3 separate regions of the Mus musculus genome follow, and regions 1 and 2 are each linked to region 3. Evidence: chromatin contacts called from public Hi-C data. All regions are on one chromosome and are shown on one strand. The core of a region is the stretch at or near the end of the contact, and the rest is flanking DNA. Distances in the headings are between cores, read along the strand shown. Region 1 has its middle 51 kb from the start of Gm16294. Region 2 has its middle 25 kb from the start of Gm33431. Region 3 overlaps Gm33301 (predicted gene, 33301).

Evidence for each region. Hi-C and Micro-C count contacts between places; a contact is called where the count stands out from the background.
Region 1: a contact with region 3 is called in a Hi-C map of cerebellar granule neurons, with 1.9 times the contacts expected there. The contact joins two enhancer-like sites. A contact is called at or near these places in 3 of 15 datasets of contacts at CTCF or cohesin (the NIH/3T3 cell line, large pre-B cells and pro-B cells), 6 of 484 Hi-C or Micro-C datasets (cerebellar granule neurons, cortical neurons, embryonic fibroblasts and 2 more) and 1 of 9 other capture datasets (embryonic stem cells).
Region 2: a Hi-C map of cerebellar granule neurons shows a contact between it and region 3, with 3 times the contacts expected there. The contact joins two enhancer-like sites. A contact is called at or near these places in 2 of 15 datasets of contacts at CTCF or cohesin (large pre-B cells and pro-B cells), 3 of 484 Hi-C or Micro-C datasets (cerebellar granule neurons, embryonic fibroblasts and uterus) and 2 of 115 datasets of contacts at active chromatin or transcription factors (astrocytes and embryonic forebrain).

The regions. Positions count from the first base shown.
Region 1 is chr15:40,474,615-40,477,985 of GRCm38.p6, forward strand. No RefSeq gene overlaps it. Among named protein-coding and RNA genes, the nearest start is that of Gm16294, 51 kb to the right of the region's middle. Within about 2 kb of position 1,452, at least 7 of the 459 cell types and tissues checked have an H3K27ac peak or open chromatin away from gene starts, as enhancers often do. A contact at or near this core is called in cerebellar granule neurons, where this site is marked.
Region 2 is chr15:40,559,720-40,563,162 of GRCm38.p6, forward strand. No RefSeq gene overlaps it. Among named protein-coding and RNA genes, the nearest start is that of Gm33431, 25 kb to the left of the region's middle. Within about 2 kb of position 2,127, at least 2 of the 459 cell types and tissues checked have an H3K27ac peak or open chromatin away from gene starts, as enhancers often do. A contact at or near this core is called in cerebellar granule neurons, where this site is marked.
Region 3 is chr15:40,165,785-40,169,041 of GRCm38.p6, forward strand. It overlaps Gm33301 (predicted gene, 33301), which reads left to right. Exons shown (of 3, transcript NR_155350.1): 3 at 1,529-2,292. Among named protein-coding and RNA genes, the nearest start is that of Gm33301, 4.8 kb to the left of the region's middle. Within about 2 kb of position 1,482, at least 46 of the 459 cell types and tissues checked have an H3K27ac peak or open chromatin away from gene starts, as enhancers often do. A contact at or near this core is called in cerebellar granule neurons, where this site is marked.

The DNA.
Region 1 (3,371 bases), core at 202-2,701, 310 kb after region 3:
TGCACTGACTTTTCAGTTCAGAGCATTCCCTCGCTAGAAGTAAAAACTGCTTTCTAATAACTCAGGGACAGTAACTATTTGAGCAGGCATGAATAGTAATCATTAGATCATTTATGTCTCCTATAACTAAATTTAATCCAAAAATCTCTACAATTCTGTCTTCCTAGTAATTAATCTATAAAACCATGCAACTGTGAGTGCTTAGAATCTCTAAGAATGTGTGTGTGTGTGTGTGTGTGTGTGTTTTGTATTAGTGGTAGCAAGATTGTTTTAGTACAAATGAACTCCAGTTGCAGTTTGTCTAATATCCAGAAATTGTGGAATTCTAAATAGCATCCCTGCATGTCTCAGGAATCTCTCTTGGCTATGAAGTGTCTGAAGGCTTTGAAGACTGATTTTCATTACAAGATGGGAAACACCTTTATAAATATATTTAAGAACTGTTACAACCTTCAATTTGAAATGGATCCTCATGAGGCAAAGCCTAGGGAGCCAGAGAATGCCTCCTTTTGACATGGATAGCCTGCCTGTCTGTGGCAAGGTATGGTGTTTGTGGTTTTTCAAAATCAAACCGATTCACATTCTTCCTGAGAAAAGGGTAAGAACCCATAGGGCACAGCCCTCAGGCCCAAAGGGCTTTTAAAACTACAAATGAAGACATAGATATCACCTTATTCTATGGATGTTCAAATGGTTCAAAACAAGATAGCAGCTCTGGTTGTGTGCATGCCAGGGAATGTATCAAAACTGAGATTAGTTAATTCTAATGGAAACTAAAGGAACCTGGGTAAAGGCAACTGGGTACTTTCCTTAACTGAAAATCAATCCTTTGTACAATTCAATTAAAATCATCAATAAAAAAAATCTTATTTCAAAAGTCCTAAGCAGCAAGCCTTCCCACAGAGCCCATCCCACAGACAGGAGCCTGCTCACCGACCTCTGAGCCACTTGCTGCCTGTTTTAATAAGTATTCAGAAATTATACTCAGACTTCAAAAGCAATTGTGAGGAATTGTTAGCAGGTTTATTAATGTTTTATGTTTTATTAAAAGTTTGGGTGTACATTTCACAATGAGCAACATCAAAAATCAGACTTTCTGCCTGTAATTTTGCTTCCTCCTGTCTTTCTGCCTTTGGGATTCTCTCTTCTCCTTTCATCAGCTGCCATTTTCAGCAGCATGCAGTAATTTCATGGCTCATTGCAAGCGCTGAAAACCTTTGAAACCACAAATGCTAACCTACCTGGCCTGCAGCCATTTAGGAAGAGATTAATTTAGCAAACAGAAGCAAAACACTTTCTACTTCTAGCCTGCGCATAATTTCACTTCTATCTATATTTATTTTACAGTGAGCAGCGTAATGACAATTTCAGTAATTGCAACTCTATAAAAATTTGCCTACCTAGCTTATCTCACTATCACAAGACTGTGAGTCAGTCAAGATTAGAGAGAGAGCAGCATGTGAAATAGCGCGGGCTGCATTCCAAAAATACGGACCTGCTGGAGAAGCTCAAGTGATGCTGTGCACTTGTTTATGTCCTTATCTATTGGGCAACCACTTCTTCCTGATGTTTGGATTGGGACGGGTGTGTACCTCTTTAATTCATGGTGATTTATGGGGGCCACTCTTCTTACAAACAGACCAATGTATTTGGAAGAGTAGGAGCACCAGCCCACTTCTGCAGACTTTGTTACAAATGGCTGTTCTGTTGCTGTCCAGCAATTTGAACAGAAGAGAAATTCCATCTGGGGCAAATTTAAACTATCATACTTGGAAGGAAATCAAGGACTAAATTAGCTCACAAACTGTTAGCTAAAAATAAAAGTTTTATTGTTTCTTCTCCAACTTAAAAATCCCACCATTGAAATTAACACTAATTATATCTACTGTATATTGTATGCATACTTTCTTTGAAGAGATCATTCACTGCTTCTCTTTATTCATGCTCATAGTTGTTACACAGGCACACATGTGCACATCATACCCACATATGCACATATGCACTTGCACACACACAATGAATCCAGACAGAAGTAATGCCTCAAACAAAATAATATTTAAGAAGCAAGAAAAAAAAACCACAATGAAAGTTAAAGTCAACCAATATATCAGAAAACATTTTATGGTTAATCCAACGGGGAGTAAATGCAAGGTGAATGTTGGCTAGAAGAGACTTCAGTGTGAGCCCGGAGACCCGAAGTGCTGTAGATTGACGCACAGTGGATGCAAAGCCTAGGACAGGAATGTTACATTGCTACCTGATACATACGTCAGAGTAGGAGGCTCTCTTGGTAGCTGATTATAGTGTTTGCTGTACAAAAAAAAAAAATAATAATTCAGAGGTGAGTATCCAGAGTTGACGAGTGAACCCTTCTGGCTTGGTTTCCTCCAAAGAGTTAGGAATTGAGTGGTCACTGAACGGCCTTCAGATACTGGATGGTTTCTCCAGTACTGCAGAATATCTGTGTTCTCCATTCTAGTTTGCAGAGATACTACCACTGGTAAAACTATGCACAAAAAAAAAAAAAAAAAAAACGGTGAAAAGGGGAGCAGCTAAGCACCATGTGCTCAGGGCTTTTCTACTCGATACTGTGCTCTATCCCAAGTTACAGCACTTGGACATGACTCTCTACTTCTTCACTTAGATATGAATATTCTGTGTGCTATAAAGGAAATTCCATGACACTAAACTTGTTTATGCTGTTTTTATATTAGCTAATTCATTTAACCATACAGATACACAGACGGCAGAAGGATGACTGGCCAACCCCCACAGATGTACACCTCCAATCTGGCATCACACAGCATTCATAAAACAAATCAACACAGCCTGGAACTTTTCCATGGTTTGTATTATACGATTGGTGTTCACAGAATCCTGGCAAAAATATTTCATATTAAAGTTGGTGGTAGTAAAAGAGTAAACTATTTCTTTCTGTTTTTTGAGGGCACTTGCTAAAGTGCTTGATCAATATCCTAGCCGTATAATAAAAACTGAAATCAACACAAATTGAACAAGAAAAGCACATTCATGTGCCTGCATATCATATAATAAATAGCATTTCATTGCTTTGAACAATTGGTAGTAATTATGCTATTTTAATGATCGTTTTGAAAACATGTCACATCTTAGCAGTAATGCTCAAAGAATCATAATACCACATGACACAATCAAAGGAGTGGCAGAAATATATTCATAGCCACCGTTGGTTATTCTGTAGGAATGCGTTTCCTAACCAAATCATTACTTCAGGTGGAAGGTGTTTACTAGTATCTTGCTATTAGTGAGCCTAAAAACACGTCCCAGCTGCAAAGTCAGGAATAACCACTTATTTTGGGAGATAGATTAGTGAGGTTTTGTTTTCTTTTTGT
Region 2 (3,443 bases), core at 877-3,376, 390 kb after region 3:
TTGATGCACACTTTGAATGTTAACATTTACACTGGCTAGTTTTGTGTCAACTTGACACAGCTGGAGTTATTACAGAATAAGGAGCTTCAGTTGGGGGAATGCCTCCACAAGATCCAGCTGTGGGGCATTTTCTCAATTAGTGATCAAGGGGGAGAGGCCCCTTGTGGGTGGTGCCATCTCTGGGCTGGTAGCCTTGGTTCTATAAGAGAGCAGACTGAGCAAGCCAGGAGAAGCAAGCCAATAAAGAACATCCCTCCATGGCCTCTGCATCATCTCCTGGTTTCTGACCTGCTTGAGTTCCAGTCCTGACTTCCTTTGATGATGAACAACAGTGTGAAAGTGTAAGCTGAATAAACCCTTTCCTCCCCAACTTGCTTCTTGGTCATGACGTTCATGCAGGAATAGAAACCCTGACTAAGACAACATTCTTACCAGATATTTCACAAATTTTAGCTGACTTGTATCAGAAGACTTGAGGAACCAATAACATTTGTTTTTTCTCTTCCAAAATCAAGAAAGCCAGGGACCCAGTTTAGTAATAATGAAAAAGACCGAACACCAAGACAAGAATATTTGTTATTGTAAATTGTATCTTAATTTTCCTACACCATTCATATGCAGCCATCTATATGGGAATTTAGGTGGAAAATGAAAGTAAAGTTAGATTCTTTTCCTGATAACTACAAAATGAATATTTTAAGAAAATAGGGCCAGAGCCCTTAAGGTAGCTAAGTCCAGTGTGAATATGGAATCTTCAATCACTTGTCTGTGGACAGAGATCAAGCTGTGTTTTATTATTGGCTTACAGAACTGCACCACAGTCTGGGAATTCAAGAGCAGAAGTGTGGATAACACATTCTTTAATTTTAAATGGAAAAGTGGTGCTCCATCTTGCTCAATATATTTTGTGTCCTCAGCTTTGTAACATCCCAGGCTTCTTAGAGGGAAAATGTATGTTAGGTTCTCCACATTAAACTGCAGGATAGAAATAGGGAGGATTGAACTTAGAATGCTGAAACTCAGTAGCATGAAAGATTACTATCTTTCAAGTTCCTCTCAAAAAAGTTCATAAGAGGGATAGCATTGACTCATGGGAAGGCTTTCATTGAATCATGGGACCACTTTCAATGACTCATGGGAAGGCTTGCATTGACTTTTGGTCTACAAGTAGATACATTTCTATAGCAAAAAAGCAAGTACCAGTGGAAAGAAAAGAATAGGGACAACACTTTCAAGGAGTGGGGGGAGGGGTCTTACAAGGACTCTGACCAGTCCTCTCAGAAGGAAAAGCTTGGGAACAAATGGTACCTTTTATTCACCTTCATGTTTCCTTGCTTGAAAGGTTGGTTTACTAATGAAAAATTCTTTATGAAGTGATTTATAGTTTTGAGAATTGAGTACTTTTAAACAGTATTTTATGGATTTTAGAAATAAGGAAAAAGTAAAATCCTTAAAAATTAAAACTACTGCTGGGCTTGGTGGCGCAGGCCTTTAATCCCAGCACTTGGGAGGCAGAAGCAGGCAGATATCTGAGTTCGAGGCCAGCCTTGTCTACAGAGTGAGTTCCAGGACAGCCAGGGCTATACAGAGAAACCCTGTCTCAAAAAAAACCAAATAAATAAATAAACAAACAAAATTAAAAATAAAAAATAAAACTACATTATATTTTGATCTTTCTGAAAAGCATAGAAGATGTTTATTAAGCATTGGTTTCCCACTCTCAATGCTTTAGGAGGAGCTAGTTAAACACAGCTGTACTCCCAAGGAGTGTGTTAGAGATACCTGTTGAGTGACTTTCCCAGATAGATGCCAATAGACCTGTTCTCCTTCCTCATGTGTTCAGTCACCTACTGAGGGTTTATGCTAAGTAGGAGAGGAGGGCTCAATTATGAAGAGTCAGGTTTCAAAGTCAGTTTTAAGATTATGTGCTCATATGTAGCCTGGCTGTTGAGATTCCCTGACATTTCTGGAATGATAAAGAATGAATATATTGGCCACCGAGTAAAGACACTTCCCTTCAGAAAGACTTTTAAAGGAGGTATATTATATTATTTCTCAATACCTTTTATCAACTAGATACTTCCTGTATCTTGAAGCTGATATTATTCTCAGAAGCCAGATGGCCTGCAACAGATTTGTTACACATCTATGACCAACTGTGCCATTAATATTTTTGTGAATGTGCCACTGTCTGTCTTTTAAATTTGTTAACTTTTATAATACATTGACTATCGAGTGTATTATATATTGTGCATATGACAAACATATTATAACTAAAAATATATAAACTATACATCATATCACTGGGTAGCATAATATAGCAGTTTATTTTATATTATGTGAATTTTGTGAATATGAAATTCCCCTGATGAAAAAAAATAGCATAATATTAATTACTGGCACCATCTGTGAAAGACAATAGGAAAACCGATATTTTAATACAATGACTTCATGCATGTCAGTTATCTTAAGCATTAAATGCTGCAGTTTTGTGGATGCCATTTACCTGTCTATTAATTTAAATAATGGTTGTACTTACAGAGGTTAAAACTATGAATAAATGAATTAAAATTAAATATAATGAAATATTTAAATAGGTGTAACATGAATCTGATTCATTCTCTGAGAACATATCCTGTATGCATGCATGGATATACAAATTACTGTGCCATCTGCTAGGTTTTTTACAGGTTGAGTAAGAATTTTCTTTACACATGAAAGACATATTGTAGAGTCTTTGTAGCGAAAAGATTCTGCAGTTGAAAAGGTTGAGATAAATGGTCTAACTAATGCCTGCCAATGGTCAGACTCCAGTGTCTTCAAAAGACAAGGGCAGGGATCATCGCAAGAAAGATAATTTTCTATTTAAATTTTGGGCTCCCAAACTAACATTTTGCTAATTATGACAATGGAGTCTGCTCCTAGCACCAAAGGACCACCCCTTTCACCCGTCCTTTGAAACTACTATAACCCGCCACCTGGTATGTTCTTTTTATATCCACTATAAACTACAGCTTTAATAAATATTTATTGGGGGGAACTAAAGAATCCTGATATGGAGAAGGGACCAGTGAAAACAAAGCTTTCTTCACTCTCAGTATTTCTCAAGCTTTTTTTGGTGGGGTGGGGGGTGGGAGGGAGGCAGAGCTCAAGCCTTGTTAGTACCCTGTGCTGTCCATTTCCCCTTACTGAATTCAGAGATCTGAATAATTTTAGGTGTGGCTGATAATTACATTTGCCAGATAAAGATATGGGTACACATTGAAATCTGCATTTCTAGCATCCTTTGTAATACATAATTAATCTATAACTTTCCTTGGATAGTACCAAATGACTATTATCAACCTTTTAAAACCATGTTCTGCTGCAGCTGGAAAGATGCTCACAGGTGAAGGGGACCTACCAGTTCCTAGGACAGTAAAGTTCTCTGTTGGGGAAGAAGA
Region 3 (3,257 bases), core at 232-2,731:
AGTGTGAGCATTCCATGATGTACTTGAAAGGGGGACAGGTGTGATTCCTGGCGATTATGTCACCCATTCGTTTTTCCACTTGTCTGCATTATCCCTTTGACTACACGGGTGATAGTTGGAAGGCGGCCCTCCTCAGAGAGTAATGGCGCTCACCCTGTGAAGCCGAGAGAAAACAATTCCTCGTGCTCGTTTCAAGCTTGGGCTGGGAGGTGCCTTCAAGGCTTTCAGTCCAATTATAGAAATGCAGAGTCCCAGGTTCTTAATGTGTAGGTTTTATAGATATTCACTTTCCCAAGTTTCTGAGGGTTCGTAGAAATTTTTTGTGGTAGTTACAACCTCTGTTCTTCCAGGACTAGGGAAAAGCAAGTTACGGAGAGTCGTCATTTATGAACTTCACATGAACTATGCACGTAGGGCACGTAAGAATACATATGCAATTATCACCTTGACTAAGGCATAGAACATTCTGGAATCCCAGGATAATTTTTCTGTGTCTTTTCATCAGCACTTCTGCTCCACCTTACCCCAGAGCATAGCTGTTTGGCTTCTGTTTCCAAGCTTCATTTAGATGGAGTTGTTTGCACTTGGGATCTATCTGGAGAAGCTGGGATAAGATGTGGAAAAACAAGAACCTTCCAGAAAACAAAACAAAACAAAAACAAAAACAAAACAAAACAAAACAAAACAAAACAGGAAAGCCCCGGTTCCCCATAATTATCCTGTGACTTTCACATGTTTGTGGTGGCACGGGTGTGTAACCACACAGAACTCATGTCAAGTTCCCATCCTTTTTGATCAACACCGAGAGTTAAGCAATCAATGGTGGATCGGGGAAACAGCCTGTAGAAAACAGAGGAACTGAGTTTATTGGTGAGTCAAGGTAATTGCTTGGGGGTGGGGGCCGTAAATGACTCCTGGAGATATTTTAGTTTTTGAATTTTTGATGCCTGATTTTGGGCATGTCTCTTACAATGCAGTTGGAAAGGGTAAGACGGCAGAAAGAATCTCGTTTCTGAACAATGAGCTAATCACATGTCTTAGATGTTTAATTCACAAATGCTCCAGAAACACAAATAGCCTGCTATTCAAGATATGGCCACTAGATGGGGATCTTGAGTCAATCATAACTGGCCCACTCCCCCACTCCCTGATTTTTTTTTTTTTTTTTTTTTTTAAACCAGGGTTTGAATACATATGATGCGAGTTTACAATTTTGGCATTTCATGTTGTTGCTGAACTTTTTGGGGACAGTAATTTGGAGTGAAATGCATTTAGTTTTAAATGTATGAGCTTAATTAATTTTTCATCTGGGGTCTCGGTAGGGTGGAAGGGCCCCAATGTGCTGTGGCATGCTATTAATCCTGTGCTAAATTCTGGCAGAAGTTACTACTGCTTATTCACATTTCCCCACAGGGTGTGGTTAGTCGCAGTGGCTGTCACTGTACCTTATAACTGATTAAAAGTGGAAATCCTTACTAGACATTGCTCTCGCAGCAACCAGCAACTACACTTGGTTTTGTTTCCACAGGATAAGCGGGTTCCACGTCTCAACTTATGAAAAACACTAGCAGCAAGGGCTCACGTCTTTTGCTTTCTTTCATGTTAAATGAAATTCCAAAGTGATTTTTAGATGCAGCCACAACGCGACCTTATAGAAAGATCTTGAAATCCGACGTAAAGACCTTTTCTATTGGTGAAGGCAGCCATGCGACCGAGGAATAAAATTACGTTCGGCTGGAAACAGGGACTGAAGCGGTTTGTCCTCCCTAAGACGTTTCTAGCAAACGCAGGAGTTGGACGGCCTTGTCTGTAATGTGCTGACCGTCCACCTAGGGACAATGTGACCATTTGGTTTTTGGCTGCTATCTGAAATGAGTTTGAGTGTCTCAGCTCATTTCATGAGAAACACAAATAAAGGCCACATAATAAAACATGCAATTTGGGATTATTGCCAGTCTCTATTCAGAAGGTGCCCAGACCTCAATTTCTGAAAACGAAATTCTGTTCCACATAGATAGAAGCTCCTGGACTTCCAGACCGGCTCCAGTGGAGTCACGGGAAGGAAGAAGAGGAAATTGTAAACCACGAGGCATCATGCCAGAGGAAATGCCTCCGGTGACCCAGACTGAATGCCCTATGGTCTCAAAGACCCCACATTCAAACTGCACGATGTCTGGGTGTGCTTGACTCCAAGTCTCAGGCAGGGGCTATCCTCTGTCTCTGCTTTTCCATACCATGCTCTCTGCTGTATATCTTCCTTAAGCTGCGTAATAAAGAATGATAAGGGCTTCACTTCTTTCTGCCGTCACCTGACTCTGCCACAGTTCCAAGAACGGGGGCACCGGGGAGGTCTGCAGCAGTGTGGGCCCTGAGAGCTGTCTGTGGTCGTTCCACACTTCACTGCTCACTCTGGTGAGAGAAACAGACCCCAGGGGCTGGCTGCACTAGGGCAGGGAGAGGATCCCGGCGTGGACAGACTGTAGTGAAAGACCGTTTTCATAAGTATGGGACATCATCCAAGAAATGTCTCAGATTTCAGACTTTGATCCCTTTCAGCAAGTGAAGATTATTTTCAGTTGTTTATTTCTTTTTTGCATGTCTTTTTCTTAAGCAACAGTAAAGCATGTTCATTAGAAAAGTTGTAGTAAACAGACATGTCCTGTGTCCGGGGAAGTAACTGTTTGGAAGCCTATCACATAGATATAAACTCAGCCAGTGCCTTTCTGTATAGTGCACGCTTTGATCCGAGCTTGTGGGCATGCAAGTACAGTATTCCAAGAATAGTGGTCATTTTACAGTACAACTTCAAGGCTTTCGAAGACACGGGGCTGTCTTCTTGCTCTGTATTTTACCAAGTATTTATTTATAGCTTCACGGTTAACAGCTGCCTTGTATTCCCTGCTAAACAATCCCTTATTTTAGAAGAGTGCCTTCAACATGTCCACTTTATTGATGATATAAACAACACTGAAGTTACACTCAGAGAGTTTTACTGTATATGTCAATATATCTAATTTGAACAACTGACGGTGCAGATATCACGCTCCGTGTGGAAGGAATACCTTTGACAAGAGTATGGGGAATAGAAGTTGGCGGGTATAGAGGAAAGAAGAAGAAGCCCCCCTCCCCTTCCATGAGAAAATACCCTTCGCACGCACAAGCGTAAATATCCCATGTACGCCATTTTAATGTAATGGAAAGTGGTTACTTTAATCCCTAGAGTCCCTGGTTTAATGGAAAAGTTAGAGGGGACACAA